Regions from separate parts of the Mus musculus genome. Here all the other regions are linked to region 2. The links are chromatin contacts, called in public HiCAR-type and promoter capture Hi-C maps. All regions are on one chromosome and are shown on one strand. Each heading gives the region's core, a stretch centred on a gene start, on an enhancer-like site or on the middle of the called end of the contact. The rest is flanking DNA. Distances are from core to core; before and after follow the strand shown.

The links. Promoter capture Hi-C pulls out the DNA fragments that hold promoters and counts their contacts. HiCAR-type assays count read pairs that join an accessible place to other places. Capture Hi-C pulls out chosen DNA fragments and counts their contacts.
Region 1: a promoter capture Hi-C map of hippocampal neurons shows a contact between it and region 2, with 3 times the contacts expected there. The contact joins the promoter of Slc17a2 here to the promoter of Zfp184 in region 2. A contact is called at or near these places in 1 of 39 promoter capture datasets (hippocampal neurons) and 2 of 9 other capture datasets (adipose tissue and liver).
Region 3: a promoter capture Hi-C map of pre-B cells shows a contact between it and region 2, with 7 times the contacts expected there. The contact joins the promoter of H1f6 here to the promoter of Zfp184 in region 2. A contact is called at or near these places in 8 of 39 promoter capture datasets (the 3T3-L1 cell line, cranial neural crest, hippocampal neurons and 4 more), 5 of 484 Hi-C or Micro-C datasets (CD4 T cells, cardiomyocytes, frontal cortex and 2 more), 8 of 115 datasets of contacts at active chromatin or transcription factors (astrocytes, double positive thymocytes, embryonic forebrain and 5 more) and 3 of 9 other capture datasets (liver, macrophages and pancreatic islet).
Region 4: a promoter capture Hi-C map of hematopoietic stem and progenitor cells shows a contact between it and region 2. The contact joins the promoter of Btn2a2 here to the promoter of Zfp184 in region 2. A contact is called at or near these places in 16 of 39 promoter capture datasets (3T3-L1-derived adipocytes, the C10 cell line, the HPC-7 cell line and 10 more), 1 of 484 Hi-C or Micro-C datasets (embryonic stem cells), 9 of 115 datasets of contacts at active chromatin or transcription factors (double positive thymocytes, embryonic forebrain, embryonic midbrain and 3 more) and 2 of 9 other capture datasets (adipose tissue and liver).
Region 5: a HiCAR-type map of astrocytes shows a contact between it and region 2, with 6 times the contacts expected there. The contact joins the promoter of H1f4 here to the promoter of Zfp184 in region 2. A contact is called at or near these places in 4 of 39 promoter capture datasets (cranial neural crest, embryonic stem cells, liver and 1 more), 3 of 484 Hi-C or Micro-C datasets (CD4 T cells and uterus), 5 of 115 datasets of contacts at active chromatin or transcription factors (astrocytes, embryonic forebrain, memory CD8 T cells and 2 more) and 3 of 9 other capture datasets (adipose tissue, liver and macrophages).
Region 6: a contact with region 2 is called in a promoter capture Hi-C map of adipose tissue, with 8 times the contacts expected there. The contact joins the promoter of H4c4 here to the promoter of Zfp184 in region 2. A contact is called at or near these places in 9 of 39 promoter capture datasets (the HPC-7 cell line, cranial neural crest, embryonic stem cells and 6 more), 8 of 484 Hi-C or Micro-C datasets (CD4 T cells, liver, pre-B cells and 3 more), 16 of 115 datasets of contacts at active chromatin or transcription factors (astrocytes, a beta-TC-6 cell line, double positive thymocytes and 10 more) and 3 of 9 other capture datasets (adipose tissue, liver and macrophages).
Region 7: a promoter capture Hi-C map of pre-B cells shows a contact between it and region 2, with 7 times the contacts expected there. The contact joins the promoter of H3c2 here to the promoter of Zfp184 in region 2. A contact is called at or near these places in 12 of 39 promoter capture datasets (the 3T3-L1 cell line, the SN4741 cell line, cranial neural crest and 8 more), 8 of 484 Hi-C or Micro-C datasets (CD4 T cells, cortical neurons, muscle stem cells and 3 more), 9 of 115 datasets of contacts at active chromatin or transcription factors (cardiomyocytes, double positive thymocytes, embryonic hindbrain and 6 more) and 3 of 9 other capture datasets (adipose tissue, liver and macrophages).

What each region holds. Positions count from the first base shown.
Region 1 is chr13:23,805,059-23,809,014 of GRCm38.p6, reverse strand. It overlaps Slc17a2 (solute carrier family 17 (sodium phosphate), member 2), which reads right to left and starts at 2,022. Exons shown (of 12, transcript NM_001377113.1): 1 at 1,664-2,022.
Region 2 is chr13:21,943,092-21,947,021 of GRCm38.p6, reverse strand. Zfp184 (zinc finger protein 184 (Kruppel-like)) reads right to left here and starts at 1,928. Exons shown (of 6, transcript NM_183014.1): 1 at 1,823-1,928; 2 at 1,223-1,466; 3 at 1-19. The coding sequence starts at 1,229.
Region 3 is chr13:23,693,827-23,697,478 of GRCm38.p6, reverse strand. H1f6 (H1.6 linker histone, cluster member) reads right to left here and starts at 1,668. Exons shown (of 1, transcript NM_010377.3): 1 at 934-1,668. The coding sequence starts at 1,613. The coding sequence ends at 984.
Region 4 is chr13:23,486,567-23,490,408 of GRCm38.p6, reverse strand. Btn2a2 (butyrophilin, subfamily 2, member A2) reads left to right here and starts at 1,552. Exons shown (of 8, transcript NM_175938.3): 1 at 1,552-1,773; 2 at 2,447-2,576. The coding sequence starts at 2,492.
Region 5 is chr13:23,621,038-23,624,860 of GRCm38.p6, reverse strand. It overlaps H1f4 (H1.4 linker histone, cluster member), which reads left to right and starts at 2,303. Exons shown (of 1, transcript NM_015787.4): 1 at 2,303-3,084. The coding sequence starts at 2,364. The coding sequence ends at 3,023. H2bc6 (H2B clustered histone 6) reads left to right here and starts at 3,767. Exons shown (of 2, transcript NM_001177653.1): 1 at 3,767-3,823.
Region 6 is chr13:23,580,181-23,584,168 of GRCm38.p6, reverse strand. H4c4 (H4 clustered histone 4) reads right to left here and starts at 2,601. Exons shown (of 1, transcript NM_175654.3): 1 at 2,200-2,601. The coding sequence starts at 2,567. The coding sequence ends at 2,256. It overlaps H2bc6 (H2B clustered histone 6), which reads left to right. Exons shown (of 2, transcript NM_001177653.1): 2 at 1-499.
Region 7 is chr13:23,750,123-23,753,704 of GRCm38.p6, reverse strand. H3c2 (H3 clustered histone 2) reads right to left here and starts at 1,360. Exons shown (of 1, transcript NM_178203.3): 1 at 865-1,360. The coding sequence starts at 1,325. The coding sequence ends at 915. It overlaps H2ac4 (H2A clustered histone 4), which reads right to left and starts at 2,617. Exons shown (of 1, transcript NM_175660.3): 1 at 2,113-2,617. The coding sequence starts at 2,572. The coding sequence ends at 2,180.

The DNA of each region.
Region 1 (3,956 bases), core at 773-3,272, 1.9 Mb before region 2:
TTTATTCCCCCAGGAAATTTAATGATAAACGTATAAGTTGGACTTTGATTTGAATATTAAAGAAAAGATGTGTCCCAATCACTTTGCCTCTGAGTTACATTCCACCACCACTGGGCAGAGAGCGGTGTAGGGGTGTGAAAGTGTGTGTGAGGGGGCAGGGGAGTCACACAGCTTCTACTGTGTTCAAGTATTTGAATTCTGTCTTAAATAGCCTTCCATTGTTTTGTTGTTGATGGCTTCTCCTTTTCCTAAGTATAAAAATTGGCCATTCCAAACTTTAGTCTTTCCATAATGAGATAATGAAAACCATGTTTCAAAACAGCCACCAGGGCTCATGAAATCACAAGCCATTAGAGTCACTGAAGACAGTACACTCATTGTAACTGTAAACCATCAAGACCATGGAAAATTTCAAAGACCTTCCCATTCAGGGAAGCAGACCTAGAAACACAGCTCAGGTATAGCCTCACACAGTACAGATTAAGTCGAACTTAATTTATATTTAAAAAAGGGTTGGGACAATATAGATTGTATTGGAGAAAAAGGGAACACAGACATTATGCTTAGGCATAAGGCACACGGAATAGGTTTTATTTGAGGGGAATGGTGATACAGACAGAGTTGCATAAGGGGCTTCATTCTATTCTTAGTCTAGAACTCATTACTTTATGCAATAATGTTTCTAATACTCTTTGATTTCCCCTAACAACCTGCTTATCTTGCATAATTTTGCCAGCCCAGCCTCCTGATTTAAACAAAGCAAATGTTGCATATTGTTCAAATATCAGGAGCCAGAAGTTCAGAGTCTCAATTTCCACTCTGTACAAACCATAGCAAGTTTCATAAACTCTTAGCGCCTTAATTGTTTCAGAGGAAAAGAGAGGACAATATTACTTCATGGGACTGTTTGCATGAGGAGAAGTCCGAGGTGCGCTCCTCCAAGGAGTTCTACATTGTCAAATGTCACTGCCATTAACAGCAGCAGTGACAGCCACCATGCCCCCACTCACTCCATGTTAGAACTTCTCAGATTCATGAGCAAATGCAGGCACAGAGCAAATAAAAATATTTTAATAAAATGTTCTGTTTTAAACTTCTATTTTAAAGTGTGTTCTGCCTTGGACGAGAAAGCGCTCATCTCGCCACAGACTGAAAAGAACATGAGGGTAAAAATATCCCTTGAGTGCTAGGCAACTCATTACCTCTCTACTTTTCTGAGGAACTGAGAGGTCCCTCAACCAATGTATTTATAAGTTAAATCACAGTCTAAAAAAATGTTTAAAGACCCCAAGGGGAAAATTCTTGACAGAGTTATGCCAAAAAGCCAATTGCACAGGTGTAGCTTTCTGCAATTCCGCTAGGACAAGAGAGAAACCCATCCTCACTAAATCCTGTCCTCTATGGCTACCAGTCATTACAGGCACCTACCATGGTCTCCTCTTAACTGTACAAAGGCAGAAAGCCTTCCAGAAATAGTCAGTTGTCTTGATTTTCATCTTAATCTGGCTTCTGCCAGTCTCCTCATCTTGAGAGGCAAGATCGAGTATATTGAAACTGGAAAAGACTCATTAAGCCCATTCACGAAGCTCAACCTTGTCTGTTCTGGTTCAGTGTTTCATCCAAAGCCAGTTGTACACATCTACATACCACAGCCAATACTCACCGATAGTGTGATACTCCTCCGGCTAGTGACCACGATCCACAGTGGCCCTTGACACCAGTGGCCTCGCAAACCTTAGAGTCTTGATTGGATTGTTATTTTGTAAGAAAGCCTCTTCTCCAGAGCCAGACACCATTCCCAATGGAGGTCCTCACACAGCAGTTGGTGTGTTTTTGAGTTCTCTTAACATTACTTCCTCCCTTGAAGGCATCTCTGATAGCTTCATAATTAACATCCTATTTACAAGAAGAAAAACACTTACCATCACCATTAAAGTAGTATTTAAAGCTCTAGACTAGAAAGCTACCTTGAAAAAAGGTGTTCCTGTATCTTCCTCTCTTTGCAGAGAAACGTAATGAGTCACGTGGGAACAAACACCGCCAGGTTTGACCCTGTGCTCTTGGGACAGAGAATCTGCATTTGGCGTGGCTGCTTAATTTTTAACTTCACTTTCAAGTTCTCACCGACCTAGTGAGTATCTCAACGGTGTCACTATGTTTTTCTGCTTTGAACTATGCACACAGACATTCAGTCAACAAGCCACTTCGCTGAAAGTGGAAAGAGGTGTGGAATGCAAGCAGCAGTGGGGCTCCTTAGCCTGAATCTCTGAAGTCATCCCCACCTTTGCTCCTAGAGCTTTCTTCGTCTGCAGACAAAGCACCCCGCCTGCTAGAACTGGCTTCTACATGAAGAAACAGGGTTGAAATGGGCGCAATGCCCAGAGATTGATGGGACGAATGAAATGACGTCTATCTGCTAACATCTATATGCCTGAACGAGATGGTCCTGCAGAGGGATCCAGTCAATCAGCTAGACTGCCTTCCGTCCTCTGGTGTCCACAGTGAACAGATGTGAACTGTGACTGAGAATTCCCCTGTTCCCGACCTCCATTTTCTCTGGGTCCTCCTGATGTGGTTTTGCTTGACTCCTGACTCTTGGGTTTGTTTTGTGGCTTTTAGGTTTTGGAATGTGGCTGGTGATAGATCTTTCTAGTTAGTCTCTTGGCCTTCTTAAAACAAGGTGAAGACCTGCCTTCTCTGCGTTTCAGCACCAGCTGAGCCTCTGACCCCAGTCCTATCATCATGGTCCCCCAAAGAGCCTATACTGCCCAGCTCCTTAGCCAGTCTTACTGGTCCCTACTCATTTTCTTTTTATTATTATTATTTAAAAAATCCAAACTATATTAGTTTTCTTATTTTTATTTATGTGTCTGTTTGTGTGATTGTATGGCATGCATGTGGGTACCTAAGGAGCCCCCCAAACCCTGGAACTGGAGTTACAGGTACCTGTGACTCCTCTCTTGAGAAGGTTCAGGAAACTAACCTCAGTACTCCAGAACAGAATGCCCTTTAAACCACTGAGCCATCTATTGTGTGACATTTTCTGGGGGAGACATGAACAAAAAGCTGTTCACTCAGATTGGGAACACGTGATTGGCCAAAGTAAGGATACCATCAAAATACAACATGGAAAACCCCTGAGTTTTATTTCGGTTACCTACAAGGAGTAGAGGTTAGGGGTTGCTTATAAGAGCTGCAACTCCAAAAGCCAAGCCCAGGATGGGTGACAGCGCAGAGAATTCAGAAACCTGGAGAGTACTACACAGATACCTAAGCTTCCCTGAGCCTCTTTTAGGCTGCTTAGCTTGTCTCTATATATTTATACTTAGACTGGATGGGGCCTAATGTGTCTGATAAATTTCAGGGATTTCCTGAAACCTTTGAATTGTTTAAGAAGGCTCCCTGCAGTATGTAATGTTTTACCTCTCTTGGAACATCTTGTGTCTTAAGGAACTTCCCTCAAGATGAATGTTCATCTGGCAGGACATTGCCATGCAACACCATCTCTCTAGCTCCCATAATTAGTGCTATATTAAATCAGTAACAAGCTTGGAATGTTTAAAGCAATATATGCTTATTCTTACAGTTCTAGAAGACACCAGACCAAAATGCGTTACACTGGATCAAAGTCAAAGTGTCTGATGAATTGAGTTCCCTCCAGAGGCATTCTGTGGTAGTTCACAGAAGCCTGAATAGAAGAAGACAGTAAGCTCTAAGTAAACAATAGCTTATAGAGTGAATGAATTCCTGAGTTACACACACAATGAAAAAAGTCAAAGTTTTTGGAGCTAGCTCAAACTCCTTACCATGCTGTGGTTTTTATATAACACTTTACTGATAAGCAAACTCAGTACAGGGCACACTTAGACTGTTTATATTTTGGGAGGCTTAGGTGGGACAATTATGAGTTCATTGAGCTACATAATAAATACCTAGAGATATATTTCAGTAGTAGA
Region 2 (3,930 bases), core at 679-3,178:
GAGTCTGCAAAGGACAGACCTAAAAAGGAAGAGGCCAGGCTAAATATGACCAGATCTGCTGCTGCCAGCAATCCAGAAAAATGTTTTACTTTTCTTCCTGGAAATAACAACTATGTCTCCCCTTCCTTTATATGTCAGAATCCCCCAACCCCCTAAAAGGTTCAACTGAGGCCTCTGTACCATCCTGAGAAGGCTCAGCAGAAACAAACAAACAAACAAACAAACACACAAACAACAAAAACCAAACTCTGCCTTAATATTCATCTTTGTCTCTTGACACTTCACATGGTTCATACAGAGAAATGTGAAGTCCTCATTGATGAAGCAAGGCACTCTTGCTGAGTCCTCTCTGCTTCACATAAAGCATGAGTAAACAGTAGGGTATAATAGTGCATGCCTTTAATCCCAGCACTAAGGACGCAAAACCTTGTGGGTCCCAGTGAGTTTATTCAGTGACACTCTCCCATACCTAACGAAAGTAAAGACATGCAAGCACACACTTATACACATAAAACAAAATCTTTTTAAAAAAATTAACAAAAATGTGATAAGGGAAAGATAGTAATAGATCATACTCTTAGGTATTTTTAAAAGGACATTTAAAGAACTGTTTAGTTTTAGGCATTGCAATGTAAGAAATATGCTAACTAGGAAAAGACTACTCAAAGAAGTCTAGCGATCTTATATGGACCTATCATAGGAAATGAGACTTAGGCTGCTTGACAGGGAACTTAGGAGTTCTAACAGCTGAATTCACAGGTAACGGCATCATTGTAAAATTACTGACAGTATCTGGTGCTTTTAAGATCTACACACAGGTTACAGGACTAGGCACTGTTAGTAAAAGGAACTAAAAAACAAGGAAACATTTGCACCCAAATGGTGAGTTTAAGTCCACACACACACTTGCACCAGAACAAGCTTGAAAAAATTGCTTTCTGCAAGATATTTCAAAACTAATCTTTGCAATAAGTTAAAACACCTTTTTTTTTCTGACTAAAGTTTTCTATTCGGAAATGTAATAAAAGAGAAATGTCAAGAGGATCAGATATTCTGAACTGTTGTTCCTTTTCAAATTCTGATGTCCAGAACTCAGAATTAATTCTTTCAAGCCTCTTTCGATGATGTAATTAGGTTTCTTTACCCCTGGCCACATTACTTCTTCCTCCCACCTCTCAGTTCGCCATACACCAGTCCTCTCTGCCCTGGCCATTGCCATTACCTGCCATCCCAGGAGCTCTACGTCTTCCGCTAGAACTTGGACACGTGGATACCTGGGCAGCTTCAGTTTGGGACTTGGATGTCCCGCTCTCCTTCCAGAGTAGGTGTCTTATGCTCTACGAGACTGGCCTACCAGGCACAGGATACACTCTGCAGCACGCGTCTTACAGTCGCACCTCAGACTCGTACAGAGTAGCCAAGAGGTCCTGTCCAAGATCGGACGTGCACAGGGGAAGTTTGGATTGCTACAAGAAACAAAAAGTGAATAGGGAGCGAACAGCTCTGCCTCGCTGCAGTAGAGACTCTGGGCGCCCACCTAGTCTTGGCCACCCGCCCTCCACAGGGTCTGCGATCTCCCACTTTCCCAGGCGGCCAGACACACCTGTTGCGGGGCACACCAGAAAGGCGGGCTGCTCCGCATTTTGCTGGCCCGGCCCAGAACAAAGGAACAAAGCCTTGGGGAACCCGCGGTCCCCGGCAACGCCGAGGGGAGGCGCGCCCCCTTCCCTGACTCCCCGGCTTCCTCCCGCGCATGCCGCACTACGCGAGCCCGCAAGGTGACGTCACACACCCAAGGCGCTGGTGGTTGCCATGGTGATACCTGGACTCCAGTCTTGTGACGCACTCCAAGGATCCTGGATCCAGATGACCTGGGATGGTCATCAAAACTCAGGCTGTGAGTTTACGCCGTGGGACGAGCCAAACGCCCACCCCTTTCCACGCCCACAGTCGGCTTAGCGGTCACTTCCGGTCGCGTAGACCCTTTCCCTTGGTTTCCCCCTCCCCGCAACACACAGGAGCGCCTCACCGGGGAACACAAAGGACCACAATTCCCAGAATGCAACGCGCAGTGTTTCTGAATTACTTTTCCCAGGTTTCCACAAATGCTGCAGTCCCTCCTGGTGGCTCGGGAGGTTGAACCTGCCTACCGTTTGTGTCCAGTGATTTGGATTGTGAGCAGAGGTGGCCATATATAGCGTTTGTAACCAATATTCACACACCCTCAGGGTTTTGGGCGGAGATGTTGGGGGCAGTACCATGCCCCTCAGGCTGGTCTCGAACTTGCTATATACATGTGGCTGGCCTTGAAATCCTGATCCACCTTCTCCACCTCCTAAGGATCTGACCTCCCCTCACAGAGAATTTCAAAATGCAAGCGTACATTTCATCGTTCAACCCTACTTTTATTACCTGGTTGGTCTGCATTCTCATTTATATGGTATTTGTCGTTTTGAAAATATTTTTTCGTTTTCATGTCTTCGAAAAACGACTCTCATTTTTTTTTTAAATACTAAAGAAGCCGGGAGAAGGTGATGGTACAGTATTTTACATACTGCACGTTTCCTTGCCTAGCACTTAAAGCATATCCATTAGTGCTCTAGACGAACACAGAAGATTGCAACAAATAGGTTTTTATGTTTCAAAGATGTGGCCCACTCATCTAAGGGCTTCTGTTCCTCCCCAGTTATTTGACAGAAGGGCTAAAGTGGCTCCCCTCCTTAGCTGAGAGCACCAGACCTGGAAATGATAATGCTACACATGAAAACTTTAAGGAAAGGGGATGATATTTAGAGAAATGGTTGCAACAAGACATTCGATAAAAAAGAGAATGCAAACAGCAATCATGTTTAGTTTTTTTTTTTTAATTGATTTTATGTGTCTGTTTGTGGGCATATGTGAAGGGACATGCTTTGGTGTCCAGAAAAGGATGTAGGAGCCCTTGGAACTAGAATTTATAGAAGACTGCATGCTTAGGACCAGACTTCTAACACTAGCTTTTCTGTTTGCTGGCTAGGAGCACCTCACAGGTTTTGGTTCTGGGAATGGGGCTCTGTTGAAATAAATGCCTGGACACATGAAAGTGACTTTGAAATTTGATTATGAGTAGAAGCTAGAAGAATTACTGAGTTATAGCATTTAAACTAAATTATTCTTAAAAGATGGATGCTGGGGATGGTGAGATAGCTCAGCGGGTAAGAGCACTAACAGCTTTTCAGGAGGTCCTGAGTTCAAATCCCAGCAACCACATGGTGGCTCACAACCATCTGTAGTAACATATGAGGCCCTTTTCTGGTGTCTAAAGACAGCTACAATGTACTTACATATAATAAATAAATTATTTTTTAAAAAGTCTCAAATGCCTTTAAAAAATGGATGCTATATAGACATTAGATTCTAGTGATGACTCAGATGGAAGTGAGGTGCATGGGAAACAGCTACAGTCATCTTTCATATATTCTCATGGTTAGGACAGTCAACCACATGTCTGTTTACTACACTGAAAAATCCAGACTGGGAGATATTTGAAAACTGTAATGACAATTTTGGAATTTTGGTTGTTTTTTTGTTTTTTTTTTTTTTTTTTTTTTTAAGAAATATAAGAATGTGTTCTAGTTTTAATCCCAGGTGTGGGATTACGAGGCTGCTTCAGACTGTCCAAAGCAGTTGATTATGATTTACCTCATGCTCTAGCAGAGGCATGGTTTTGCCAGCTGCAGATTGTTTCTGCAACTATGTGACGTTTGGGATTTTAGGAACCTTTCAAACGCTAGGGCACTGAGAGGTGGGGTTGGTGGTTGGTGGTCATTCAGATTGGTTGTAGTTTGTTAGTCATGCTCAAGAAGAAATAAGAAAAAAAATAGATTCAGATCTCTCCCTCTCCCCCTCCCCCTCTCCTTCTCCCTTCCCCTTCCCCCCCCCTCTCTTTCC
Region 3 (3,652 bases), core at 419-2,918, 1.8 Mb before region 2:
TAAGTGTTCTTGACTGAACAATCTCTCAAGCCACCTTACTATGATCTTTTGTCATTCCTCATACCAATGCCTAAAATAGTTTAATGTGAATTTAATATTTGTGGCACTCCATAAAACTTGATCACTTTAAAAGATGAGTTATTTTTGTTTTTTGTTTGTTTTGTTTATGTTCTTCAGCCCAGACTTCCCCAGTGCTTTTTTTTGTTATGTTGGGGCATTGAACTCAAACCCTAACATTTTCATAAAGAAGTCCTTAATTTTTAATATGGTTTTTGTCATTCTCCTGAAGCCTACATGCTATTCTCATAAAATACATAAAACATTTCAAAAATAACTGTTAGATCAATAGTATTGAACTATTTTCTAAAAGTAGAACAAAATTAGATCTTTGTTGACACATCGCACAACTGCAAAAACTTTAGGGTTTTGTTGTTGTTGTTGTTGTTGTTGTTGTTCTGTTTTTTTGCTAACTGCTTGCTTTATTTTTTTATCCATCACTGAGGAAATCCTAAAAATACAACTCAAGAAAAATAAATATAACCTCTAGCTTAAGCACTGAATATCTGGGTTCATAGTGGTCCTTTGAAAGCCTGGATGCCAGTTACTGCTGTTTGAAAGAGTAAGTTCAGTATTTTTTCAGAGTGGAAGCTCCTACTGGCGTTATCTCTATCTCCTTTGATATGAGGGTGTTTCTAGAATGAAATACATCCATTGTGTATTTCAATGGTGACTTTTATTCTAGAATAAAAGACATTGTGTGTTTCAATGGTGACCTTTATTCTGGCGTAAAGCCACAAATACACAACCAAATTTGGAAATATTCTACACATAGGGACCCTAGGATTCTACTCTAGGGTTTCAACGACAGGTCGACCTGAAGTAACTGCCCACCTTAACTTTGGTTCAAAGTGTTTGGCCATTTTAAGAAGTATGTAAGTGGCTCTTAAAAGAGCCTTTGGGTTTTTGAAAACTGGCTTTGAAACTCACTTCCTCCCTGCTGCCTTCCTCAGATCGGTCTTCTGCATGACCATTTTTGCCTTCCCAGAATTGGGGTTTGCTGCCCTGGCTTTGGCGGGGCTTTTACGTTGCTGCACGCCCTTGGCCCCTTTGGTCTTCCTTCCGCTCCCAGAAGCTTTTGTGGGCGTAGCCTTTGGCTTCTTGACAGCCTTGGTCTTGCTACTCTTGGGAGATCTCGAGGCCCGGGGCAAGCCCATCTTCTTAGCCTTGGCAGAAGCAGATTTCTTGCCCTTGCCCTTGTCGTTCCCAGAAGCCGCCTTCTTACTGAGCTTGAAGGAGCCTGAGGCGCCAGTGCCCTTGGTCTGCACCAGGACTCCTTTATTCACAAGTCTCTTGAGGGCCAGCTTGATACGGCTGTTGTTCTTCTCCACGTCGTAACCAGCCGCAGCCAGGGCTTTCTTCAGGGCAGCAAGGGACATTCCTGCCCGTTCCTGCGATGTGGAAAGGGCCTCAGGAATCAGCTTGGAAACTGAGAAACCCCGAGGTTTGCGAGCAGGGGCCAGGCCAGGCTTTTTCCCTCGCCTTTTAGATGAAGGTTTCTCCTCCACAGGAGCTGGAACAAGGGTACTTGAGGCCGCAGGAGCCGTTTCCGACATGGTCAAGAGCTGGACAAGAACTACACCAAGTGAAAACTAAAGGAGAGCCAACAGTGATGGGGTAGTGGGGGCGTGCGGGGGGGGGGGGCGCTTATATAGAGCAGGGCGCGCTGTGATTGGTGCATCCCCAGGTGCCTCCCCCGCCCCCGGAGGAGGGGCATTTGTGTTTCTTTTCCCCCCAAAAGTAGAATCTTGCATATCTGCTCACTGCAGAATTGCTCAGGTTATGACACCAGGTGACCCACGGGGACTTAGATTCCACGCGACTTTTTACCCTTTGTTGACAAATGTACCTGCATGCCAGAACTAGTGGGAAAAGTCCTTGATTTTCAATCAAATTCAAAAGGAAGAAGAAAACTTTCTCTTTTCTTTGCTAACTCAAAAGTAACTTTTAGTAGAAAATGTATCCAACATCTTGGGAGGGGTCTTCTACATATGTGGCTTCTATTTAGTGAAGAAAATCAATTATGCAGGCCCTAATTCTCACTGAAATTATTTATATACGTGATGGAAGTAACACAGATGTCTTGACTGTCTCACTGTGGAATTAGACGGTGTTCCTAGAATTATCCCAAAACTCCAAGGTGAGGCCTGCTTGAAGGGAGCATGACCTAATAAACACTCCACAGAGCATGTGAGAGGCTCGCTATTCCCCCGCCTGAATCTCAAGAGAAGGGCTTCGGATGCGGTTATAAACATCTTACCCATGGCACCTACGTGGTCAAATCAGCCAGTCTCAGGGCTATTGTCGAAGAAGTTTGCTACTCCTTTCCAACTGAACACCATCCATAGCCCACTTCCTATGTCTTATCTCCCTCTAGAGGAGCAGACACGGTGCCGAACCCTTAATTATAACATTAGAAAGCTGGAATCACAGTTTCCAATCTCTTAACATAGCTAGTCTAGTAGATGTCTCTGCAGATGTGTTAGAGAAATGTTCTTTCCGGGGCTTTATCCATGGAACATGTCTGGAAATAAATGTGCTCACCGCTGGGCATGGTGGCAACTTGCTGGTAATTCCCTCCTTAGGGAGGGAGGATTGCTGTGAGTTTTGAGGTCACCTTGGGCTAGGAAATGATAACATGTCAAAAGAAGAAGAGAAAAAAAAAAAAAAAAAGAGGGAACATGATACTCAAGTAGAAGGGAGGCATAAAAGCCAGTCCATTATGGGGAATGCTAAGACAGGGTGTAGTGTGATTATGTCGCCGAACATATGGCTCAATGCAGTAACCACACAGCCGAAGTTCTTTCTGGAGATTCCTACACTTGTGAGGCAGGGATCTCAATTTATGCTACAGAGAAGTTCAAGCAATATGAAGAAAAGTTGTTTATTAAGGAGAAAAATGAGAGTGGGTAGGTGCCTGTGTCTCAGTAAAAGGTTTGTGCTTCTGTCTTAACATTTAATTGGCTAGACCTGGTGCGCCAAACTGTAACCCTAGCTACTTGATCGATGATCCAAGCTCAAACCAAGCCTGGACGGTAGAGTAAGTAAACTTCATAAGATACTGTCTCCAAATAAAAATGGTGCAGAAAACACTGGTCCTGAGTCTTGGTAGTAAAGTGCCTGTCTAGCATGAGTTGAGTCTACGTTCAAATCTAGCACTGCAGGTGTGTGTGTGTGTGTGTGTGTGTGTGTGTGTGTGTGTGATGAGTTTTGAACTTGCACTTGAACTTCAACCATGTTTCATGTTTAAATTTTAATAAAGCAGGTCAATAATTAATTACATTTTATGAGAGGTTACTTCTTTCTCTTCAAGAATTTCCTTTGGGGAATGAACTCCCAGGGTTGTTTATGAGAGACATACTGTTTAGGGGTGAGAGGGGAGGGCTGGCATTTGTGCTCAAAGTCACGTGTTTGTCCTTAAGCAGCTTGTAAGTTGCCTTGCTACTCTTGTTTGAGACGTTTCTACTGACCCTTGACTTTCAATCCGTCAAAACCATGAACTAGACCTTGGAGTTGAGACTGAGGTGAAGGTTTCAGGCTCATGTCTCCTGAACTTCCTGCCTTAATGTCCTTTACTGCCGGAGCTCAGGGTCTT
Region 4 (3,842 bases), core at 303-2,802, 1.5 Mb before region 2:
GCCAGGCATTCTTGGATTAGCTCTTTTGGGACAGGGTCTTACTAGCCATGGCTGATGTCAAACTCACAGGCCTGTCTCTACCTCTGCATGCTGGAATTAAAGGCATGGAATTAAAGTCACGCCTAGCTTGATTAACTCTTAAGGGAGTAGACAGTGCTAAGACTTTGTTCTTTAGTTTTAAAAAGTCTCCCATGGGCTGGAGCTATACTCAGTGGTTAAAACTACTTAGTGCTTTTCCAGAGGCCCGGGGGTTTTACTCCCAGCACCCACAGCATTGAGTGCAACTGAGTTGCAGGGGATTTCATGTCCTTTTCTGCCCCCCCCCCCCCCCCGCCAAGACAACCTCACACATGTGGCACATACTCACACATATAAAATACATAAAATAAGATCATTTAAAAAGAAAGCCTCTGCTCAAACATACATGATCCTTCTAGAAGTTCAAAATGTCAGGTTCAACAAGGGCCAGAGACACCATTCAAATGCCCTTTTTAAAAAACAGTCATCAAAGTCCTGTTTTAATTCCTGTTTTTAAGAGCTGTTGTTTATGAGACAGGGAGATTCAGTGACCTCTAAGCTTGCTGTGACCACACTAGATACCTTACAACCATTTAGGAAATAGGCATCAACTTGATCTGGCTGCTTCTAACTGAAAAGAGTTTTGCCTCTTGATGACTCTTAGGTCTCTGAAGACAATCAAAAGAATCCTCATAGATCGTGACAGACTGCTGAAAAACCAGCCAAGGGTAGTCTACTCCAAGGGAGAAGAAACAGAATTGAGACAGCAGACCAATACATGGTCTGAAGGGAGTGAGGTCGTTACTGAGATCATAGCAAGTGTAACCCATTTCTACTGCTCAGTCTGAGTCTTGCTCTCCACCAACACCTTTTCCTTTTTCGGATTTTGAGATAGAGTTTCTCTGTGTAGCCCTGGCAGTCCTGGAACTCACTCTGTAGACCAGGCTGGCCTTGAACTGGCCTCTGGAAAAGCACTAAGTAGTTTTAACCACTGAGTATAGCTCCAGCCCATGGGAGACTTTTTAAAACTAAAGAACAAAGTCTTAGCACTGTCTACTCCCTTAAGAGTTAATCAAGCTAGGCGTGACTTTAATTCCATGCCTTTAATTCCAGCATGCAGAGGTAGAGACAGGCCTGTGAGTTTGACATCAGCCATGGCTAGTAAGACCCTGTCCCAAAAGAGTTAATCCAAGAGTTTGAGTGCTGGGATTAAAGGTGTGAGTCAGCACACCCGGATTGCATCTGGCTCCCTTACTCCCTTCTTCACACACACTTCAACACACAGGGATGAGGCCTCTGGACACCAAGCCCAACTCTAGGACCTCTCAAGTGGGAAGAAGAAGGGAAGAAAGGAGCGCATGAAAGGGAAGCAATAAGAGGGAAGGGAAGAAAGGGGCACAAGGGAAAGGAAGACAGGAGGGAGAAAGGATTGTTTCTGTGTATGCTACCTAGTAACAAGTGACTGCTAGACATAGGAATACTATTGGCTGATGACTTAAGGCAGGCCAATCCCGGGCTCTGAACTGCTTAGTGGAAATTGTGAGACTTGCACGCGGAATGGGTCCTCCGAGGTCTGCTGTCGCGAGTCCCAGCACTTTGCAAGTAATGGAGAACAGAAAATTCTTTCCTCTCTACTGTAGCAGTTTGTTCTCTGGTGGCGACTGTGCTCAGCGACAAGTTGGAGAGTAGAGAAAAGGCAAGATAATCAGCATTTGAGGGTCAGAGAAGAAAAGAAAACGCAGTTAATTCTAGAAGGTAGGGGAGGGGATGGGGAGCGCTCTGAGTCCTAGCAGGGGCTGTAGGAATAGGGGGTGGGGGTAGGGTGTCACAACACAGGCTGCTGGGAGGGAAAAGCCAGATCTTTGACTCTGGAAAGAATACCTGGGGGGGGGGGGGTAGTCTCACCTACCTAGTTTTACCTGAGGTTCACCAGGAGGAGGGAGTACAGGGAAGGCGAGGGGGGAGGGGAGGAGGAAGGAAAGAAGGCTTGGGACGAGGGAAGGAGGAAAGAGGAGGAAGAACTGGGTAGAGAAGTAGGAGAAAGACCCGGAGGTTGAGGAAGAGGGAAGGGGCTGGAGAGAGAGAACAAGGGAAGGAGGAGGAAGAGGAGGGAGTGGGGGAGGAGGAGGAGGAGGAAAGCCCAAGAAGAAAGAAAGAGGAGGAGGGAGGGGGAGGAATATCAAATGACAGCTGAAGAAACTGGACTCTGGAAAGACAACTGAGCCTAAGACAACAGAAAACTGCCTGCCTGGTGCTTATGTTGTTTGTTTAATAGAATGTTTGGTGAATCCAACTATTAAGGTATAACCAGTTCCATAGGGCAAGAGTCCATCTAAGGCAGAAGTCTGAGTGCTCATGAGACCAGCATAGGGACAAAAAGGTGTCATGTACATGAGAACCGTGGGTGATTTATCCTCTGTACTTCTAGGTTTTCTGTCCACACGTGACCTAGGTGACTCTGTCCTGAAGACCTATGGAGCCTACAACTTCCCTGCGTTCTTGCCCGATAGCCTCCCTTCTCTTCTTCTTGGTCCTCAGCCTGTTTGTGCTGGTCTCAGGTACAGTTGTAGGCTTCTTGCTCCTCTCAGTTTTTCAGAAAGCAATGGCCACAGTTCTCCTGATAGACAGAGACAGGAATAGGGACTGCAGCTGTGTTGGCTCATCTTTCTGAATGAGGACACTGGATTTATCCCAATTTTGTCCTACAGAAATATAGCTAGAGCATCAAAGGAGATCTGTAAATGTCCAAGTGGCAACATTCAAAGGAGTTAAAAATAGATGACGTAGATTTGAATGATATATTTTGTTTAACACCACATAATCAAATATTAATATAAATGCCTTGCCAGGTGTGGAGGTACACACCTATAAACTTAAGAGGCTGAGACAAGACTGCCAGGAATTCAAGGTCTGCCAGGGGTACATAATAAGATGCTATCTCAGGAAACAAAACAAGGGGGCTAGGAATGTGGCTCACTCGGTAGAGTGCTTGCCTAGCATGCACAGGCTGTGGTTGGAATCCTGGGTCTGTGCCACACTCAGGCATTGTACTGAAGAACAAGTCTCTCTGAGCATTGGATCTATACTTTATGCTCAGGGTGACTATTTTGTTTTTGTTCATGGCTGGGCTTGAACTTGCTATAAAGCTGAAGATAACTTTGAAGAGCTGATCTTCCAGCCTCCATCTCCTCAGTGTCGGGATCGTGGGTGTGCACCACACGCATGGGTAGTGTTTTGTTCCTGAAATATTTGGGGGATTGTTCCCAGAAATGCTGCCCACCAACCACAGCTACCAGCCTACTAGGAAGCCCCTGTGGCCTTTCATTTCTGTTGCTGTGATAAATACGCTCTCAAAAAGCAACGTAGGAAAGGGAAGTGTTTAATTAGGTACAAATGCAAGCCACAGTCCATCACTGCGGGAAGTCAAGATAGGAATTTGAAGGCAGGACTGCTTGCTATCCCACACAGCGTTACCTCCAACCAAGGAACTAACTTTATTGCCAAAGAAGTGTAGAATACGCCATGGAAGATACTGCTTGTTGGCTTCTAACAGACTCTCAAGTAGGTCAGGACCCCCTGCCTAGGGAATGGTGTGGGTGGCCTTAACATTGTTGCAATTAACAACTAAGACAATCTCCCACAAAGATGCCCACAGGCCAGTGACTTAAGCAGTTTCTCAATTTGGATTCTCTTAGGAGATAATTCTAGGTTATGTCAAGTGGAACTAACAGTTAAAACTAACCAGGACAATGTCCAGACTATAGCTTGAGTGGTGTATGACATTGTGACATAAAACTGTCACTAAAAATTTCACTCTTGGGAAC
Region 5 (3,823 bases), core at 1,054-3,553, 1.7 Mb before region 2:
CACAGAAATACTCACATGACAAGGGGTACGTTTGCCTCATTTCATCCCAGTTAGAGTTAGAGAGCAGTGGCTCTCAGATATGTCTGGGTAACAGCATGTTATGAGAAACTCTAACACTCCTATTTTTAGACATATGGAGATTCACTAGTCAGAATCATCTGTAGAAGAGTTTGTAATTTGTAGTTAAAATACAAGAATGAAGATTCACATATACATGTGTAATTTTGCTATTGCTTACTTGCCTAGCAGATTAATGTAAAATAATAAAGTTTTTTTTATATTGTTCCTATCTCATTATTTAAAAAAAAAAAAAGTACCTGATTTAATGATAGGCAAGGTTCATTGCCTTCTCTGCCAAGCAAGCAGTTTAAGGGGAAAGCATAGAGGACTCGAATTGTCTCGAAATTCAGGGAGTTTAATCCCTGCCCCCATCTTGAACTCAATGAGAAACAAGAAACCAAAAAAAAGATATTGGAGAGCAAATACTAATGTGTTCTACCATTTGCAGGAAGTTTTTTTTTTTTTGTTATTAACAAAAAGGGGTTAAATCCCCACTTTTCAATATCAAACACCCATACAGTTTCTCTGCTCTGGCTCAGAGTTTTAATGAATACCAAAGTTTGCATTTGTTAATACATGAAGGTGAAAATATACATTATAGCATAGAAATACTGATAATATGAATCACTTTTATATAAAATTCATCATTAAAGATAATACCACAAGATCTTAAAAATGCCTCATGGACACTGTGTTGAACTGCTGAGTTCCTCTGTTTGCATTGCTTTTGTGTGTGGAGGTTTAGGATAGTAGAATTGATAATGTGATGTTAGAGACAATTGTATCACAAAACAAAAGCCATCACATTATACTATTGTATAACATAACATTGTATCTTACACTATTGTAAACATTGTATCTTATACTATTGTATAATATACTATTTTATAATATAACAATGTATCTTGTCTCTGTAGTGGGAGTCTTGTAATTTCTGAATATAATTCCAACCAAACATCCCAGAAATAATTACTGACACTGGATTATCATTGATCTCCTAGTCGTTACCTTGGTTGAACAGCTACATAAATAAAACAACCCATTTAACACCTTCAAGGCATGTCTTTGAATCTGTTTGAATGTCTTCTCAAATATGATTCTAAGATTAAATCTTAACCCCTCATTTACCCTGAGGAGATCCACGAAACATTATTCCCATGTTTCCATAAGGAGTAGCCATATATGGAGAACAGCTGTTCAGTAACGGGGCTAGGATTCTGTAACGAAGGCAGTAGAGATGTTCTGAGCTATATTTCTCATGTGTGTTTCTCTTGATCAATGGCTCAGTTATCTAGTTTTAATATACCACATTACAATTTAGTCCTAAAACATGTCAGAAGAACTATGCAAGACCCAAGAGAAATTCCTCAAAGTAAATCCCACCTTCATTTCCAAAGACGTTGAAAACAGCATTTATATGTTTCTTGGAAATTAGTCATTTTTATGTCTGCACCATAAGTATGTTTTGTACTCTCCCCCGACCCCAGTACTCTGAATTTGAGGTACCTCAACCCAAAGGAGTAGTTTGTCCAGAGAAATAGAAAAGCAACAGCCCCGCCCCCAACCCATGGGAACAGAAAGAAAAGAATTATACTAAGAAATTATTTTAAAACTTAGGAGAAGCGGCAGAAATAAAACCATAGATATATAGACTCATGGCCTATGAGAGAAGAATTTAACTCAAAATGGTAAATAATCTGTTAAGCATTGAACTAAACCAGTTTGATGAACTCAAATGCCCTCTGCTCAATAGGCAGGACTCTCGGAGGAGCCTGTGTTACTTCCTTCACTTAAGTGCAGATTTGTAATAAAAATCATAATGCCAAAGGCAAGGTTTTGGGCTACACAAGAAGCTAACCACTTGGAGAATCGTCTTTGATGGGTCAGAAAACTGTACAGTCCAAGATCAGTTTATAATTTACGAAGAAAATAGAAAGTTTTGTTTCTCTGAGTTGAAATTTGCTGAACACCGCAGGAAATATTGCAAGTTTTTGGCAGAAGGCTTAATGCTTTGCTCACTTTTTGAGATGTGCATGAAGCCCGAGACTTCGGGGAACATTATTTTTTAAAAATCGGGCAATTCGATGTAGGGAATTTTGACATTTTTGGCTTTTTTTGAGGTGTAACAAACACAACTCCGCATCTGAGAGGACACTCCGCGGCTGCCAGCGAGGCGGGCTGGACAGCGCACCAATCACGGCGCAGCTCCGCCCTATATAAACGGGCGGGCGCAGCGCCGCGGCCCGAGTCCTGGCCAGTCCCTCTGCTTCCGGCTCGAGTTCTCTCTCCTCACACGCTTCGCCATGTCCGAGACCGCGCCTGCTGCGCCCGCCGCACCGGCCCCCGCCGAGAAGACACCCGTCAAGAAGAAGGCCCGCAAGGCCGCAGGTGGCGCGAAGCGCAAAACCTCCGGACCCCCGGTGTCCGAACTCATCACCAAGGCTGTGGCCGCCTCCAAGGAGCGCAGCGGCGTGTCCCTGGCTGCGCTCAAGAAGGCGCTGGCGGCCGCGGGGTACGATGTGGAGAAGAACAACAGCCGCATCAAGCTCGGCCTGAAGAGCCTGGTGAGCAAGGGTACCCTGGTGCAGACCAAGGGCACCGGCGCCTCCGGCTCCTTCAAACTCAACAAGAAGGCGGCTTCCGGTGAGGCTAAGCCCAAAGCAAAAAGGGCAGGCGCGGCCAAGGCGAAGAAGCCTGCGGGCGCAGCCAAGAAGCCCAAGAAGGCTGCGGGGACAGCCACCGCCAAGAAGAGCACCAAGAAGACTCCAAAGAAAGCGAAGAAGCCAGCTGCAGCTGCAGGAGCCAAAAAAGCTAAGAGCCCGAAGAAGGCAAAGGCAACTAAGGCTAAGAAGGCGCCCAAGAGCCCTGCCAAGGCGAAAACGGTAAAGCCTAAAGCGGCCAAACCAAAAACCTCCAAGCCTAAGGCAGCTAAGCCAAAGAAAACCGCAGCCAAGAAAAAGTAAATTTTCTTTGGCCAACTGCTTAGAAGCCCAACAACCCAAAGGCTCTTTTCAGAGCCACCCACAACTCTCAGTAAAAGAGCTGTTGCACATTCACAGGGGGTGTGGTTAGGGTGGGAACAAACCTTAGTGGGCTGAGCTTAGCAGAGGAGGCTGGGGATATGTGGGTGTGCGCAATGGTGTTAACTCTAGCTTAGCTATCTGAAGGTCTGTACATAATCTCCTGTATGTGTGGTGGTGGTGGGTAAGTTCATATCCCACAAGTGACCCTTAGAGACCATGGGAATGAAGTAGTTTACTCCCGGCTGCCACGTCGATAACTTTTAAGGGAGATAGCAGAATGATTTAGAGATAGAATCTTAAGCATTGAGCGATTCAGTGCGTAAAGAGCAGGATCGATGTCCTGACAACCCCACCCGCATCTCATCTCAGTTCTGACTGCTGAAATCAAGCATACAAACCCAACTAGAGTACTTTTTTTTCTGTGTTCCCCCATGTTTGATAGCGATCGTGCTTAAATAGGTTAGCTATAGCAGATTTGTGCAGTTTAATTCGTACGTCCCGATTGGTGAAAGCGAAGTGACAAGACAGCCAATGAGACAGTAGACCTTCAAGTGTCGTTTACGTTCCTGTTCGTGACGAAACACTAAAACTAACCCAATCCTGAAAGAAATCTTATTAACCTCATTTGAATACTGCGTAATGTAAATGAATGTGGTGTTAACTGGTGACGGAGTAGGTATTTTACCAAATGTTTAGTGTGCCCAAGGGAGGGAGTTAAATTTTACACAATCCCTGAGCTG
Region 6 (3,988 bases), core at 1,352-3,851, 1.6 Mb before region 2:
GGTTTTTTTTTTTTTAATTACAAGTCAACTTTACTCACAGTTACTTTAGAAACAATACTGAAACTTCCTTGTGAAGAGTTAAACCTTCATGGTAATATTTTGTTTCCCTTTGTTTTGTTTAGCTGTTTTCTTTGTAACAAGATTTCAGTCTGTAGCCCTGGCTACCCTGTAATTCAACTATGAAACCCAAACTAAAACTCTCTGCTTCACCCTTCTAAATATGCAATTATAGGTGTAGATCTCTACAACTTGTAGTGTTCCTCCTTTCTTGTTTGTGATTTGTTGGTTTGTTTGTTTCTTGGGACAAAGTATGAAACTCACTAAACCAAGCTGGCCTCATAGACTTCAGCCTGACTGTCTGCTGTGCACTGGCATGTGTACCTCCAAGCCTGCTGCTGTACTGTTCATTATTAAAGCATTCCTGATTGAACCTGCTGTGCACTGAAATGTGTACTCCCATGCCTGCTGTTGTGTTCCTTATTAAAGCATTCCTGATTGAGTGTGCTCAGAGCCTTTCAGCCATCCCCACTGATCTTCAAACCAGAATTGCAGTACAGTAGTACTCACTACCTCTCCATAAAGCCCAACCTCATGCCAGGCAGTGGTGGCACACACCTTTAATCTCAGCACTTAGCAGGCAGAGGCAGACAGATTTCTGAGTTCCAGGACAGCCTGCCAGGACAGCCAGGGCTACAAAGAGAAACCCTGTCTGAAAAACAAAACAAAACAAAAAGCCCACCCTCATACAGTTCCTCTCTGGTTATTGTTTTGTTTTTCAATCTTTTCCCACTGGTTGAAATTCCCCATGACACCTCCAGTTTCTGTTGTGTGCAAATTTTCTCTACCTAAGCTTCCTATTGAGGCTTGGCCAGCCTACAGAGAAGATTCTACTTTAAAATAGATAGAAAAACAAAAGAAAAGTGGATGTGAGTATTGACTGTTGAGCTTGTTGAAGGACATATCGATTGGTAAGTTACTTCTCCTCCAGCTAAATAAGCTGATTCAAGCCAGATTGGATTATATTAAAGGCAGGTTTATTGGGAAGCTGCTCTCAGAAGAATTCACTGGCCCCAAGGCCAGGGAAGTCACCATGGGCAGAGGTTGGAGGAAAGAAAGAGAGAAGGGGTATACACCAGGAGAGAAGAGAAGGGGAAATGTGGGAGGAAAGAAAAAGCAGAAAGACCAAAATGTCTGAATTACATAAGGAAGAGCCTCTGGGGGAAGGGCAGCCCATCCCCTGGGCTAGAAATTTCAGGGTTGGGGGCAGGGTGTGCCAGATAGGGACTGTGGGAAGCTGGGAGAACCTGGAGACCAGGTCCGCTTTGATATGTAAAATATGTTAACTTGTCCCAGGGTCTGAAGCTAAATACTGAAGATATTTACCCAAGTTTTTATTGACTACAAGGTCTGGGTCTTTTTTTTTTTTTTTTTTAATTCTTGGAGGGAAGGGCTGGAGGGACAGCTAAAGCATGTGCTCCGTGTGCCTGGTGGCCTGAGTTTAGTCCCTAAAGTGTATATAAAGGTAAGAAATATATAAACACAAATAAAAAAAATTTTTTAAGTTCTTAGCAGACACTGATGTTTCTTCTCTGGTGACTCTTTGGGAACAACTGATAATGCTGACGAAAGTTAATGAAGTCCTGGACCATATGAAGTTTTCCTTGAGGAATAGATAGAAGATTTACACGTCAATCTCTGGTGCTTATTTTACAGATTAGGAAGTTAGAGAAAGCTGGGTGTGGTGGACCACGATTTTAATCCCAGTACGTGGGAGGCAGAGGTAGGAAGATATCTGTGAGCCTGGTGTATAGAGTAAGTTCCAGGCCAGGGCTATTACACAGAATACATGGAAAGAATGAAAGGAGGGAGGGGAAGAAATTGTAGAAAGCTCCAGGTTAGAAAACTTGAACATAATTCAGTGTTCCTAGGTTTCCAAGGCCTGGATTGATTAGAGGGTTTGGTTTTGAGACAGGATAGCATCTATACCTTAAGGGACTTGGAAAAAAGGATCTTGACTGACCCTCAGCCCTCTCCTGAGAATGTCAGCATTAAAGAATGAGACAACAGGCCTGCTTTTAGGCTATCAATACTGAAGATAGACAGGTGGACCTGCCTAAACAGATACTATGTATCGAGCCAGTCCCAGCACCCACCCCATTCCAGAAAACCACCTAAGAGCAGCTCCTTTAAGTGAGAAGGTAGTGGCCCTGAAAAGGGCCTTTGGTTTTTGGGTGAAGAAAAATAAATGAGTACGTTTAGCCGCCGAATCCGTAGAGGGTGCGACCCTGGCGCTTGAGCGCGTAGACAACGTCCATGGCGGTGACGGTCTTGCGCTTGGCGTGCTCCGTGTAGGTGACGGCGTCGCGGATCACGTTCTCCAGGAACACCTTCAGCACACCACGGGTCTCCTCGTAGATGAGGCCGGAGATGCGCTTCACTCCTCCGCGCCGGGCCAGGCGGCGGATGGCGGGCTTGGTGATGCCCTGGATGTTGTCGCGCAGAACTTTGCGGTGGCGCTTAGCACCACCCTTACCAAGACCCTTGCCGCCTTTCCCGCGTCCAGACATGTTAGCAAACTAGGAAGGAAGCTCACTAGCCAGTGACTGTAACAAGCGGCCTTCCTGGCTTTTATAATACCAATGCGGACCTGTTTGAAAACCTGAAGGGAAGGGGGCGTGAACCATGGTCAATTCCCGCCCTTCTGGCGTTTATCCTATGAAAAGGCTGAGGAGACAAGGCGGGTCCTAAGACAAGAGCAGAGCCAGCAGTTGAAAATTCAACACATTGCCCTCAAGAGTGACAATTTATGTATTGTGAAAAAAGAAATTTGTCTTTTATCAGACCAAATAGAAAGTAATGTTATTAGTCTCGTGAACCTATAAATCGGGACACCCCCCGTATTATTTCAGATATTTACATTACAATTCATAACAGTATCAAAATTACAGTTAAGCAGCAGTGAAATAACTTTATGGGTGAGGGTAACCACAACATGAGGTGCTGTAGTAAAGGGTCCCAGCATCAGGAAGGTTTAGGACCACTGAATCCAAGGTTTTAAGTACAATTTTAAGAACACTTACTATTTCCTGTTCTGAGACTTTTTATTGACTTAGGTACGTATGCCTAAGAATCTGAACTTTTTTTTTTTAGCATTCAGGCTGACCAGGGGGAAGTAAAACCTCAAAATGTTACAGGACTGTAGCGCTGAAAGATTAGAAGATGTAAAGGATATGCATCCCAAAGGTGTGGGCCTTCTGCTTGAATTACACATAGACATCAGGAGCTCTGGGAACAGGGATGGGGGAAAGGGGCTGCTCTTTATGTTTACTATGCTTTCACTGAATCTCAGGATTTCTTGCATGTATGTTTTTTAGTTAATAAACATTGCACAGAAAATCTATTATCCTTAGCACATCATAGTTATATGTACCTCAAAATATCATGCATGCACCCCCACCTCACACTGACAGTTCTTAGTCAAAGGATTTGGTGGTTTCATGTACTAATGAAGAGTCACACACTAATATCTAACCAAATACTTCCATAAAATGCTAATACAGTAAATACTCATGCTGTATTGTTTTCCACATCTGCATTACTCTTCTAGAAAGGAAAAGAACAGTTTCTTCTGCTCTGTGAATGAGTGGATGACCCAAAGCAATGTTTTAGAATCACTCTTCAAGAAGAGCGCCACAGAATTCAAAGACTCTGAGTTTCTGGAGATTCATAGAGAAACATTAAAACTGCATGTGAATATTTACTGGGTGAAGTGCTTGATGCATATAAAAACCCTGGGTTTGATCTTGGGGACTACAATGGGCTGGTGGCAATGCACTGTTGTAATTCCAGCACTGCATAGGATGGTTGAAGCAGGAAGGTCAGGTATAGATAATTCTCAGGAACATAGTGAGTTTGAGGATAGGCTGAGCTATATAAGCTTTTGTTGGTGGATGGGGATGGGGGAGGAGTGGACTCCATGCTTGTAGAA
Region 7 (3,582 bases), core at 111-2,610, 1.8 Mb before region 2:
CCCACTTAATCTATGGAAGAGTATCAGGGAGTGCAGATGTGATTTAAAATAAATTATCATTTTGTAAGCCAGGTTTTAATGTCATTGTTGTATTTGCTATTATTATCCCTGGAAAATATATCCACACGAATCACCCACAAGTTAAATCTTGGTAGTTTGTTGTCTATTCACATTCCCGATATAGGCAGTGTTACATGTAAGAAAGTAGTGGGAAAGGGATGGGAGCCAATGTCTGGAGTGAGAGGTTGTGTAGAGAGGCCTCTGTAGTTTAAAGTTCAGAAATATAGTGAAAAAATTTACAAAAACTAAAAATTTCTGACGATTGCTTGAAATATCCCAGCATAATGTAAATTGTATTTAACTTGAAATACTACTTTTCAGCATCTATTAAAACATAGAAAACAAAATTTTTTAAGTTTTGTACTAGATTTCAATGAGTAACAGCAAAAACAGTAAACATTGCACAAGCTTCAGGACAGACAAGTGTTGGAACCAGAAATATGTGAACAAAAGACACCTGGATATGACCTGTAGTGGAAATTACACAAGAGAGCACAAATATATAGCACGAAAACAAAAACAAAAAAAGACAAAACCCAAGAACAGACCAAAAAGGAATCAAGACAGGCAATGCTTATGACATAAAGCCTGACAGTCCATTACTTTTGGCCACTTATTGTAATATGTAAATTACTGTTTAATTTAAAGGCAGTTTCCAGGACATGAGCTCAAATACCAGCAACAACTGAAGTGAGAACTGATGCCTACTGAAGAAAGCAACAGTATACTTTGTAACTAGATAAATCTTTGAAAAACAAAGTTTCCAAGACAGTAGAAAAGTAACAGCTGCTTTTACAGAAACTGTGGGTGGCTCTGAAAAGAGCCTTTGGGTTCCAGTTTGCACTTTGTTTCGTTTAAGCCCTCTCCCCACGAATGCGGCGGGCGAGCTGGATGTCCTTGGGCATGATGGTGACACGCTTGGCGTGGATGGCGCACAGGTTGGTGTCCTCAAACAGACCCACAAGGTAGGCCTCGCTCGCCTCCTGCAGAGCCATGACGGCCGAGCTCTGGAAGCGCAGGTCGGTCTTGAAGTCCTGCGCGATCTCGCGCACCAGGCGCTGGAACGGCAGCTTGCGGATCAGCAGCTCGGTCGACTTCTGGTAGCGCCGGATCTCGCGCAGCGCCACGGTGCCGGGACGGTAGCGGTGAGGCTTCTTCACGCCGCCGGTGGCCGGGGCGCTCTTGCGGGCGGCCTTGGTGGCCAGCTGCTTGCGCGGGGCCTTGCCGCCGGTGGACTTGCGAGCGGTCTGCTTAGTACGAGCCATGACTTTAACAAGGGAAAATAGACTGACACTATAGTGAGCTGCAAGGCGCTGTCCACCTTTTATACAATCAGACTATCCGCTATTGGACCGAAGAACATTCAAAGGGCCCGCGCTTTGTTGGGATTGGTCAGCCTCTGCTTCTAAATCCTGGTTAAAAAGCTTTCAGAACATGCACACTCTCCGCCTCTCTTCCCCTCCATCTTTGCTATCACTTTAATTTTACACTGTAGTGTATATAACTCCTGTGAACAGAAATTTTACATAAGAAAGTTTTACATAATTTTACTTACATACATACATCAAATTGTCTCAAGCTTTGAAAACTCAATTCAGGTAATCAAACAAGTGAACATAGAAATTTAAAGTAGGTTTTGTGAGCTTTGCAAGACCTAGTTTAAATAAATGTAGTTTATCAATTCTAAAATCAAATATTTGCAAACCGATACACACAGGCAGATCATGTTAGTTAAAATACTGCCGAAACTATGGAAGTGGGATTTAATGGCCCTTAGCCCTTACTACCATTATGCTCTAGACAATCGTGACGTGAATGACAAACCTGGGTGCCAAATTTCTACTAAAAATTTATATAGTATGTTCTAAAGGTTTCATCTCTTACACACTTTTGACTCAAACTAAGGAAGGTCGTAAGATTTATCGCAGGGACTAACAGTATTAAAATCAATTTACTAAGATTGAAAGCTACTTCGTAACTTTTTCATATGTAGTATAAAAACTGTAGTGGAAGAACGTTTCACGAGGTGGCAGCTCATTTTATGGAAAGATGTGGGTGGCTCTGAAAAGAGCCTTTGTTTTGGTTAACTTTCAACTGGGCAGTACAGACAATCGCCAGATTACTTCCCCTTGGCCTTGTGGTGGCTCTCGGTCTTCTTGGGCAGCAGCACGGCCTGGATGTTGGGCAGGACGCCGCCCTGCGCGATGGTCACGCGGCCCAGCAGCTTGTTGAGCTCCTCGTCGTTGCGGATGGCCAGCTGCAGGTGGCGCGGGATGATGCGCGTCTTCTTGTTGTCGCGGGCCGCGTTGCCCGCCAGCTCCAGGATCTCGGCCGTCAGGTACTCCAGCACGGCCGCCAGGTACACCGGGGCGCCGGCGCCCACGCGCTCCGAGTAGTTGCCCTTGCGGAGCAGCCGATGCACGCGGCCTACGGGGAACTGCAGGCCGGCCCGGGAGGAGCGGGTCTTGGCCTTAGCGCGGGCCTTGCCACCCTGCTTTCCGCGTCCAGACATGTATGCGTTTAAGTATCAGTAAAGGCAAAGCAGAGAAAGGAAAAGAATATATAGTAAATTCTGCAACTGAACAGCAAGCATTTATACTAACTGGAGGTATTCTGTTTGTGTTTCTCCCATTGGTTAATATATCGTACCCAATAGAAAGCCAGAATTTGAGCTCCTCATTTGCATAAAGGCCTGCATTTTATTTTTCGCATCCAGTCCTTTTTCATATCGTTCTTTAAAAAATAAAAACCACGTAGATTCTGGGATTTAAACTCTGGTTTTCATGATTAATAGTTAAGAACTTTTTTTTACTTTCTTTTCCAGTTTTTACTTAAATGGAAATAAGTAACTGACTGATTTTCTTGTTGTTTTCATCAAGGTCTTTGTAGTTTTAGAAACTCTGAAATATAGAGTAGGAGTGTTTCTGAGTTGTTAAGCTACTGTCCTGTTTTCAGGGTTTAGAATTGTGTTTTTATGACAAGGAAAGTCAGTGTGGCACTTCCTCCATCTTGTATTCCTGGTAAGGCCATTTCAGGTTTAACTACTTCTTGATCTTGACGTAGAATCTTATAGAATATTACCCAACTGTTTTATGAACCAGAGTTCAAGATTCCCTAGCTAATGTAGCTTCTTTTAAACTGCTTGTTACAAACAAACAACAACAACAACAGAAAAAAATTCTCCCTCTAGCAGCAGAGTGAGATACCAGGATGTGATCCTCAATACAAGGAATAAATCATTTCAATCAGCTACAAACTGTTTCTGAATGGTCATCCTTGGTGGGCTTCTCATAACGGATTAGGTACATAATTTTAGGTTCTATGGCAGGCTTTCTTTTAGCTCCACCAATATCAAAGACAGTATAAGCATGCCAAATTATTCTTTATCGTGGTTGAATTATCCTTAAACTACCTGGAAAATAGAGACTGGGGAAAAGGAGACCCTGCCCCGTCACTGACCCAGGAGAACCTGGAATATATGAGGCCAAGGAGGTCCTGAAGAGTTTGCACTGAAAGGCGTTG